Regions from separate parts of the Callithrix jacchus genome. Here region 2 is linked to region 1. The links are chromatin contacts, called in public Hi-C maps. All regions are on one chromosome and are shown on one strand. Each heading gives the region's core, a stretch centred on a gene start, on an enhancer-like site or on the middle of the called end of the contact. The rest is flanking DNA. Distances are from core to core; before and after follow the strand shown.

The links. Hi-C and Micro-C count contacts between places; a contact is called where the count stands out from the background.
Region 2: a contact with region 1 is called in a Hi-C map of skeletal muscle, with 7 times the contacts expected there. The contact joins two enhancer-like sites. A contact is called at or near these places in 2 of 3 Hi-C or Micro-C datasets (both in skeletal muscle).

The regions. Positions count from the first base shown.
Region 1 is chr7:98,111,129-98,115,633 of calJac240_pri, reverse strand. No RefSeq gene overlaps it. Among named protein-coding and RNA genes, the nearest start is that of NFIA, 24 kb to the left of the region's middle. Within about 2 kb of position 2,528, at least 13 of the 16 cell types and tissues checked have an H3K27ac peak or open chromatin away from gene starts, as enhancers often do. A contact at or near this core is called in skeletal muscle, where this site is marked.
Region 2 is chr7:98,724,770-98,729,405 of calJac240_pri, reverse strand. No RefSeq gene overlaps it. Among named protein-coding and RNA genes, the nearest start is that of TM2D1, 83 kb to the left of the region's middle. Within about 2 kb of position 1,900, at least 3 of the 16 cell types and tissues checked have an H3K27ac peak or open chromatin away from gene starts, as enhancers often do. A contact at or near this core is called in skeletal muscle, where this site is marked.

The sequences.
Region 1 (4,505 bases), core at 1,279-3,778:
CCACCACAAAAATAACTGTCTTCACTTAAGTGGATAGCGGAGTCAATCCAAGCCTTCCTTGGGCCAGTCTTGCTCAGACAGTGGAGTTCTTGAATCTTTCGGGAAAACAGAGCCCCTTTCACCCGCTTCTGGAGGGGGCCTTAATAAGACTGCAGTATATTACCATGTTAAAACGTTTTGCAGAAGCAAGATTTCCTAAAAACGACCTGCCAGCGAAGCGCGGAAAAGCAAATCCTCTTACAGAGAGGGCCCAATAGGGAGGAAGACGGGGGAAGGCAGGACCCAGCCCCAACGAAACCCCAGCACTTCCCGATTTTTGAAACACAGTACTCAATGCTGTGGGGCTATGGGATGGAGTGGTGACGCCCGGAGCTGACAGGTTGCAGACCTTCAGGGCTGTTTTTCATTGATTACTGGAAGCCTTCGGACTTCTTTTGGAGTAACTGTTCCCTCCGGCACCCAGAATTAAGTACCCCCCATTTGTGTTTCGCGGGCATATGTTTGCACCCTGAATCAAGCTTGCTCCCGCACTTGAAGTGGATAGGCTCTTGTTCTTTAACTGGCAGTGAGTGGCCCCAGAGTCGGACTGTCGGTGCCAGTGCGGACGAAGGTGTGGGTTTGTGCCTGGTTTGTTGTCTCGGGGAAACAGCCACCTTAATTATTTTGAGCTCATGGCGCCTGTGTTTTAAAATGAACTCAAGAGAAAAGCTGCAGAGTTTGCAAGTTTTGCGATTCCTCAGGTCGGGAAAGAGCCTGAGAAGGTCTTGGATCCCGGTATTTCTTGGGTGAAAAACGTTGGGTACTTTGTGGAGAAAGTAGAGCCTCCCAGCTTCATGAGGATAAGGCTGCTTTCTCTAAACCTTCAAACCACAGTGCACCAATCTTCTACCCTCAACCCCTTTCTGAGAACACGAATGCCCTCTAAGCATATTTGGTCCTCCTGTTACCATGCCATTATGTAGCACCATCTGAAACTATCTCTTCGAATACTGATTACAACTTTTACAAAGTTTCTTGCCCTTTTTGCACCTTCTCCTATATGCAATTCAAGCTTGCCTTTGAGCCCTTGACATGCTGTTAACCCCGGAATAGGGAGTATTCTAAAGGTTACATTTTAATCTTAAGGGATAAACATGTGGCTTTCATTCTGTTTACCGAGGATGCCCAGTACAAAGTGGGCAAGGTGGTAGGACATGCGTCTCTGGGCTTTCTAGTGTCGGAAGGATAGTTCCGACGCGCCAGTCCCTGTCGGCTTAAATGCCGGCGTTAGGTACCCGGGATGTCCTGCGGTTGAGCCCTCTTGCTGTTACTCATCAGGTCCCGGCTCCAGCGCTGCAAACACTGCGCACACCTGCCGATTTTCAAGCAGCAAATTCAGTTCAGGCCACCCGCAGCCGGAGGGCTCCCTTTTCCGCTGGGACTACCACATGAAGCAAGTGCTAGAACTTCACAAAAGGGAACAAAACTATTTTGCTTCAATCTGTTTTTTCTTAGGACGCACTTAGAGACCAGGCCGGCCAATATTCTGGTTAGAGTTAGCGCTACCAGAAATGTGCAGTGCTTTAGGACTCCAGCTTGGGACTTGCTGAAGACCAGAATGTTACAGTTAATCTCGCCTTTATCTTTTTGTTTCCAGCGCCCTGTTTTCCCTTCAGTCTCTTTCCTTCTGTGTTCCCTACCTCCTGAAATATAAAAGATGAATAAAAACACCACCCTATTTTATTTTTTAAAATAAAAGTTGACACTAAATTTGAGAGCTAGTGTTGCAGCTAAGCTCTTAGGAAGTTTGCCCGTCTGTTCCCCAAACCTTTGCTGCCTGTAATGTCAACCACAATTGCTTCTTAAAATTCACTAAAAGAAGTCTTTCAATAACTTAGATAAAGTGTAGTAAGTGCTAATTTTGTGTGTGTGTGTGTGGGGGGGGGGTGTGTCTCGCGGTGGGGGAGGGACTCCCAACTCTGATGGATTTTACTTTCTCAGATCAAGGAACAGGACTCCAAGCAAACTGATAGACTTTACGTAGTTTATTCTTGAACTACTCTATTTTCAGTAGCGATTTTTCTTTCTTAGCTAAATTACTCAGCTTTGCTCAATTCCAGTTTTACCTTTCCCCACATGTCCTCACTGACTCACTCAGCAATTGTCACCGAGTGAGACCCTAGGTAGTGGGGAGGAGGCCCCCACACATCTGCTCCCCGGCTAAAGCGCTCAATGGCAGGAGAGCTGAGAAAATATCTTCAGAAACTACAAATGGAGCAAATCATTTACCTAATTCACTCAAGAGCCTCCACGGGAAGGACTCTGGAGATGAGTGTCCTAATGCGGCGCTAATGAAAAGCCCCTTAGCTGGCTCTCCGGCCGCGCGCGGGACCGCGTCCGCTCGACGTCTACGGCGGAGCTGCCCTGGCTGACGGCGACCGGGCTGTCCCTCCCCACCTGCCCGAGGTGGCACGGCGGGCGCGGCGACTCCAGACGCCGCCGGGGCCGCTCCGATTCGCGTTTTGCGACCCCGAACGCCCCTTCCTCGCCCCCCCGGCGAGGGTCCTCCTCCCGGTCTTCCTCCTCCTCACCCTCCCCGGGGCTCTGTGGGGTGCTAGGAGGTGACAGGGGACGCTTCCGCGGTCCCGACGCCCGGTTCTCAGCGGCCTCCCGCCCGGCTGGGTTGGGGTTAAAATCCGGGAGTTCAGCTCTGCGGTGAAATCTCGGGTTCCCAGGGAGGGGCCGGAGGGAAGGAAGACCCCGCGGGGAGCGCGCCGGCCAGAGCCGCCCCCGCCCCGCGCGGCCGCCGTCCCGTGGGGAGGATGAAAGCGCAAGGCCCGGGCGGGGCCGCCGCGGCTCCGAGGGACGGCGAATGCGGGGCGGGGGTTGGGGGCCTCGGCGCTATCGGTGACTGCCCCCCCCTCCAGGCCGCGGCTCCTGGCCCTGCAGGTGCACCCGTAGCCCCCTTTTTAGGCCCCTCCGTGGAAACCGCCTTCCGGCCCAAGTTCTGTCCTTTGAGGCTTTGAACGAGGCCTTTCAGAAGTTTTTAAAGCTGCCCCGCCCCGCCAGCCCTCACGGGGGTCACAGCCCCCCATCCCTCCACCCCCGCTACAGCGGCCGGCTAAGCGGGTCCCATGGGGAGCGGAGTCGGCGCCCGCGGGCCGGGCCGAGGGTCGGGCACCGAAGCGCCGCCCCAGAGCGCCAGGCTCGGCCCCAGCGCTTGGAGATCGCGCCGCGGAGCCAGACCTTGGAGGAAGCGTGGGCCCCGCCAGCCCCGGGAGAGCCGAGGGCAGGGGGCTGGGAGAGGAAGAGCGCCGGGGGAGGGGGGCACGTCCACATCCCCGAGGTTCCTGCTGAGTTCAAGCCAGGGGACAACTTAAATTGGCCTTTAGGGGAGGCAGCTGGTGACCCGTGTCCTCGCCTTCCAAGGTCCCCTGAGTGAAGCAGGGCGCCACCTACAGGCGAGTTCTAAATAGCAGGAGGGAGAAGGAGACGCGCCTGCAGGGGTAACGTGGCCCCTTCCCAGCAAGCCCAGCAAGGCCTGTTGTGTCCACAGCCATCTCTCAGCTGCTGAGTCTGTCGAGTTATAAGTCTGTTGGCAACAGCAAGAGCCCTGAGGGCACTGAGCATATGCTTTTGGGGAGTGGAGAACTGGGTGTTAATTTCAGAAATTGGGGGATTCCAGTACCACAGAAGTAGCAGCTCTGATTGGACAAGCAGGGTTTGCACCCTGACAATTTTGGCTGCGCTTTGACTCCTGTATCTCGACTCCAGGCTATTTTCATGGGATGCATTATGTTTCCTTGAGAATAGCCGTGTGGCTTCGGACAAGTTACTTAATCTCTCCGAGTCTCTCAAAAGAGGGAAGAGTGGTACCTCTCTGACAGAGTCATTGTGGGAATTTAATGAGGTGATGTAGGTGAGAAGCTGTAGGTGCCAAGGAATTTTCACCTATTTCTTTTTTAAAAATTAATTAATTTCTTATTATTTATTTTGAGCCAGAGTCTCACTCTGTCACCCAGGCTGGAGTGCAATATAGGGCGATCTCGGCTCACTGTAACCTCTACCTCCCGGACCCAAGCGATTCTCCTGCCTCAGCCTCCTGAGTAACTGAAACTATAGGCACACGCCACCACGCATAGCTAATTTTTTATATTTTTTAGTAGACATGGGGTTTCACCATGTTGGCCAGGCCGGTCTCGAACTTCTAACCTCAGGTGATATGTCCACCTCAACCCTCCAAAGTGCTGGGATTACTGGGATTATACGAGCCACCACACCCATTCAACTTTCACCTATTTCTAGTGTGAAAACCCATCTTTTATCCTAAGAAATCTAACTTGTAAGACAGTTCAGCTTCTTTCTGTTCCTTGAAGATTAGGGCCTTAGAAGAAGGTGGAGAGAGCTAAGAGGTTTCAGTGTTTGAGTAGGAAACAGGATGAGTTACTAGGAGTTTTGATAACTAGCTTATCACTTCATAGGCAACGGCCGTGAGCCAGGCACTATAGATCATGCCTGTAATCCCA
Region 2 (4,636 bases), core at 651-3,150, 610 kb before region 1:
TGGGGAAATACAGATAAAGAAGTTTCTAGGCACTTTCCCAGGAAGTCCTGTGTTTTGTGTGAGGAACTACAAGTTCTATGACAGCGCATACATCGCCTTTACAGGGAGCACACCTGAGGGTGCGTCTTGCCAGAATGCGTGCTACCTCGTTCTCCCTTGAGCGTGAGTTGGGTGCTGTCTCATCCTTTTAAAACATGGGTTTAAACTGGCCCTTGAGTTGGATCTCCAATGATTTTACTTAAAATGAAGTTTTATAAACAGCCTGACCACGTCCTGCTCGATTATTTTTGCGGTCGCTGGACAGGCCCTATCCCACGTGGGTCTGCCAGAAAGGTGCTCTCATCATCACCCCACCCCCAAGACTGCACTGTGTCTTTCCTTGGAAGCGTTAACTATCTCCTTCTTACACAGCTGTGTTTGCAGTGCCTGGAGACAGGTGGGGGAGCCGTCTTGGAGGCCGAAGCTGCCAATTCCTTCTCTGAGGACTGTCTGAGTAGCTATTAAAATTTAAAGATCACACGCACGCACACAGTTGTTTTGTTTGTTTTTGCTGGTGGCCACTCACTATGCCTTCCTGTTTGTTGTACAAGGGCAGCTGCACCAGTTTGCCAGAATGAGGTGAAATGTCACAGACATTCTATTGTGTGCATTCGCCTGCCCACATAAGCATCACCAGCTCACATAAGCATCACCCTGGGCCACTGCCACGTCTTTCTAGGCACCTCAGAAATCTGGGTCCTGTAACCTTGGCCGAGTTGTGGGGCTGCTTATGAATTTCAGGAAAGAGGTTCTCCCGCCTGGATAGGTAAACTCAAAGCTCCCATGAACGCTGCCCTATTCAGACATAGTCACATCGAGAGGTCCTTGTTGGTTTGAGCCTACACGACTTTATGTAGGCACACGTGACTGCACATAAATCAAGCTGCTAGTATTTTTCAGATTTCAGAATAGAGGGATGATATTTTAATCTGGAGTCGGACACCTGCTATTTTACCCTTTAGCCCCAAATATCCAGTGGTTGTCAGGACCCTCATACCTTTGTGTTGTTTCTTCTTCTGGGAAATTCTCCCCCATCCTCTTCTCTGCTTAGTGAACTCTAGTTGGTCTTTCAAAGCTTGTCTCAAATACCACCTCTATGAAGTCTTTCATAGCCATGCCCGTGCACTGATCTCCCCGCCCCATCATCTGTTAAATGCCACTCTCTTGCTGGATCTCTGTAACATACTACATACTGCATAACTGTGTTATGCCCATCTTGTTATGCCTCTTTCTCCTCTACTAGAATATACTCTTTGCTCAGGCAGGGAACATATCTAATTTACCTCATACTTCTCAACTAAAGATGCTCAGTAAAATCTGTTGAGTAAATAAAGAAATATGCTTGGTTTTTTCATCAATTTCCAAGGGACAATTTGTTTACTTCTGGCTTTCCTATAACCATGTCCACAGAGCTGAGAGTAAGATTTTAAAGTTTATATTAAAGTCTGAGGTTCATAGCTCAGAGACATTCTTCTGGCGTATGGTAAAGGAAAGTTTGATGAGCACGTTGGTGGAAAATTTCTGTATTCCCAGCACCTGATTGATGCCTCTGTTCCTACAGAATCCAAAGAGAGCAGCACACCCCCGCAGGCATGGGAGCTTGTGAAAGTTGTGCAGTTCTCATACTGCTTCAGTGTAGCCTTGTGAGTTATACTAACAAGGTGTTATTCATTAGACTTGATTCATTAAGTCATTCAAGCTAGAAACCTGAAAATGTCCTCGGAGCCTCCCTTTCCCTCACTTCCCACATTCAGTTACCACCAAATCATGTCAGTTCTTCTCCAAAATATCTCCCGGATCTGCCCACCATTCTCCATCCTTGCTATTGCTGTGTTCCAAGCCATTATCACTTCCCAGCTGGGCAATTGCCAAAGCCTTCTAGTTAGTCTTTCTGCTTCTAGTCTTGCCTGCCTCCCATCATGTCATTCCCTGGCTTACCAGCTTTCAGTGACTGCACTTAGCATAATCCTTTGCATGGCCTTGTGTGGTCTGGCCGCCACTATCTTTTTAGCGCCTCTCTCACTGAATATACTAGACTTCAGGTCCTTGAACTTGCCAAACTCTTGCCTACTTCATGGCCTATCCATATGCTTACTTGCCTACTTCTTTTGGGAATACTTCCTCTCCGTGTTCACTCTCTTGAATCACTTCTCATCTTTCAGAAGTCAGCTCACATGGCACTTCCTTGGAAATGCAGCCCATGCTTCTCCTCTCCACTTCATCCCTTCCGGATAAATCGCATCCTCATTATTGTTACTCCGGATGCCCTCTTCTTCCTTTGTGTTACTTATTAGCAGTTGCAATTATAAAAATTATTGATGTTTGTACGTATTTGATGTCTCTTCATCCACAGTAGATCAAATGAGGACAGGGATCATGTGTCTTTGTTCACAATAGACCCAGAGCCTAACATATAGTAGGTTGTCAAGAAATACTTTTTGGATAGTGCCAGAAGGAGAATGCTAGCAGGTCATATGTAACAGGCCTGTGACATGAAAATAGTTTCATGCAAAGAAAACGCTAATTTGAAATGAGACTCAAGGATGTTTATGCACATGGGGCAAGCAAAGGGAAGACTTGAGTTTTGATATGATATCCCATGGCCCTTCCCCACCGCTATTTGAAAAATAAGAAGAGAACAAGAACAAAAATATTTGTTTTACAGCTCTACCAAGATTCAGCCCTCCCCTTTCTCTCCCGCTTGCCTCAAGTACATCCTGTACTTTTGGCAACATGTTGACTGGATATTTAAAAGCTGTGAACTGTTCTGAAAATTTCACATACTGGGTTATGGGCCATGTGTGTTTGATCAAAATTCAATTACTACACTGTACCATACTTGGAAACCTATCATCCCAAGTTATGAAGTATGACGAAATAGGCGAACCTAATTGGTTCAGTATGGGAACAGTATCAACCAAGCTTGTTATGATAAATAGCTTCCTGTGTTAAAGGTTCTCTAGAGCTTATAAGTATCTTGGCTCACCTCCTTCAGTGGAATAGGAATATTGCTCCCAGGGACCCCCTAGATCATTGTCCCTTCAATGCAACTGCAGTTCAGCATTTTCTTCAACTTACTACCCCTGAAAAAGAAAAATGCGGTGCAATTTTCCCCATTCCTTCTCATTTCTTCATTTAGAATTTGAACACCTGGTAACTTCTTTAGTTTTTTTTTTTTTTTTTTGCTTTAGAAAAAACAATTTTTAAAGTTGTGAAGCATTCCAAATACAGAAAACCAGAAAATGAGAGACATCTCTGTACTCACCACTCAGGATTAACAAATATTTTTTTTCCCTATTTCCATCAGATCTTTTTTTTTTTTTTTGTCTTTTATGCATCCTTTCTTGTTTTTGAAGGCCAAACTTGGACTACAGTATTTATTTATGAGATTTGTAAGTTAAGTCCTGAGATACTTTAAAAGACTTTAACCAAGAGGATGTGTATCACATTACAGAGAAGTAGCTGTAAGTTGCACGTCTTTTCAGATGTTGAAATGGACTCAATGAGAATTTCTGAACTATACTGTAGATAAAATTAAAAGGAACCCTAGAAGAGGATTGTTGGGAATGTAGGGCTTGGTGGTACATGCTTGTCATCCCAGCACTTTGGGAGGCCAAGATGGGAGGATTGCTTAAGCCCAGGAGTTTGAGACCAGCCTGGGCAACATAGTGAGACCCCACTGACACAAGAACAGAAAACCAAACACTGCATATTCTCACTCATAAATAGGTGTCGAACAATGAGAACACATGAACATAGGGAGGGTAACATCACACACTGGGATCTGTTAGGGGGTGGGGAGGAAAAGCAGGGAGTGGGGAGATTGGGAAGGGATAACATTAGGAAAAATACCTAATGTAGGTGACGGGAGGATGGATGCAGCAAACCACCATGGCATGTGTACACCTATGTAACAATCCTGCATGATCTGCACATGTACCCCAGAACTTAAAGTATAAAAAAAAAATTAAAAAACAAAAAAGAGTGTCTTAACAATTTGAAAAGGATAAAAAAGTAAAATAAAACAAAACATTCCTATGCTTCGTGGTCATTATGGGAATATGTATATAACTTTTCTTTAGAAGTGACATTTTGGGTTGGGTTATAAGTGTTTCCTTCTAGTGATCACAGTAAAGGGCAAAACAACTGGGCGATTGCCATTTTAAATTCCAAAAAATAATCAGTAGCACTGGCATTTTTCTGAGAAGACAGCTGTAGGGCTGGGACAATTTGCATATATTTACCCTTAATTCAATCTTACCTTTGCATTTGCTTTCCCAAGTTTGCTCTGGTTTTATTCATCATTTGTAGTAGGCCTTCCTGTTAAACCTGTTGATGAAAATGCAAAATGCTAAATCTGCATTTCTCCTGTGGAAAAATTTTGTGTTTCATGAAAAGTTGTTTTGGTAAAAAGCAAGAGCCTTAGTTTGTCCTTGACAATAATTCATCAGTCATGAGTGCTGCAGTGTATAACCGTGAAACAGAAAGAGCCTCAGAGAAGGTGAATGTGCAAGCCCACACAAAGGAAAAGTTCACATACTGCGTGCTTTAGCATTGAAATCACAACGCCGCCAGGAGTAGATTAGAGTCGTTCTTG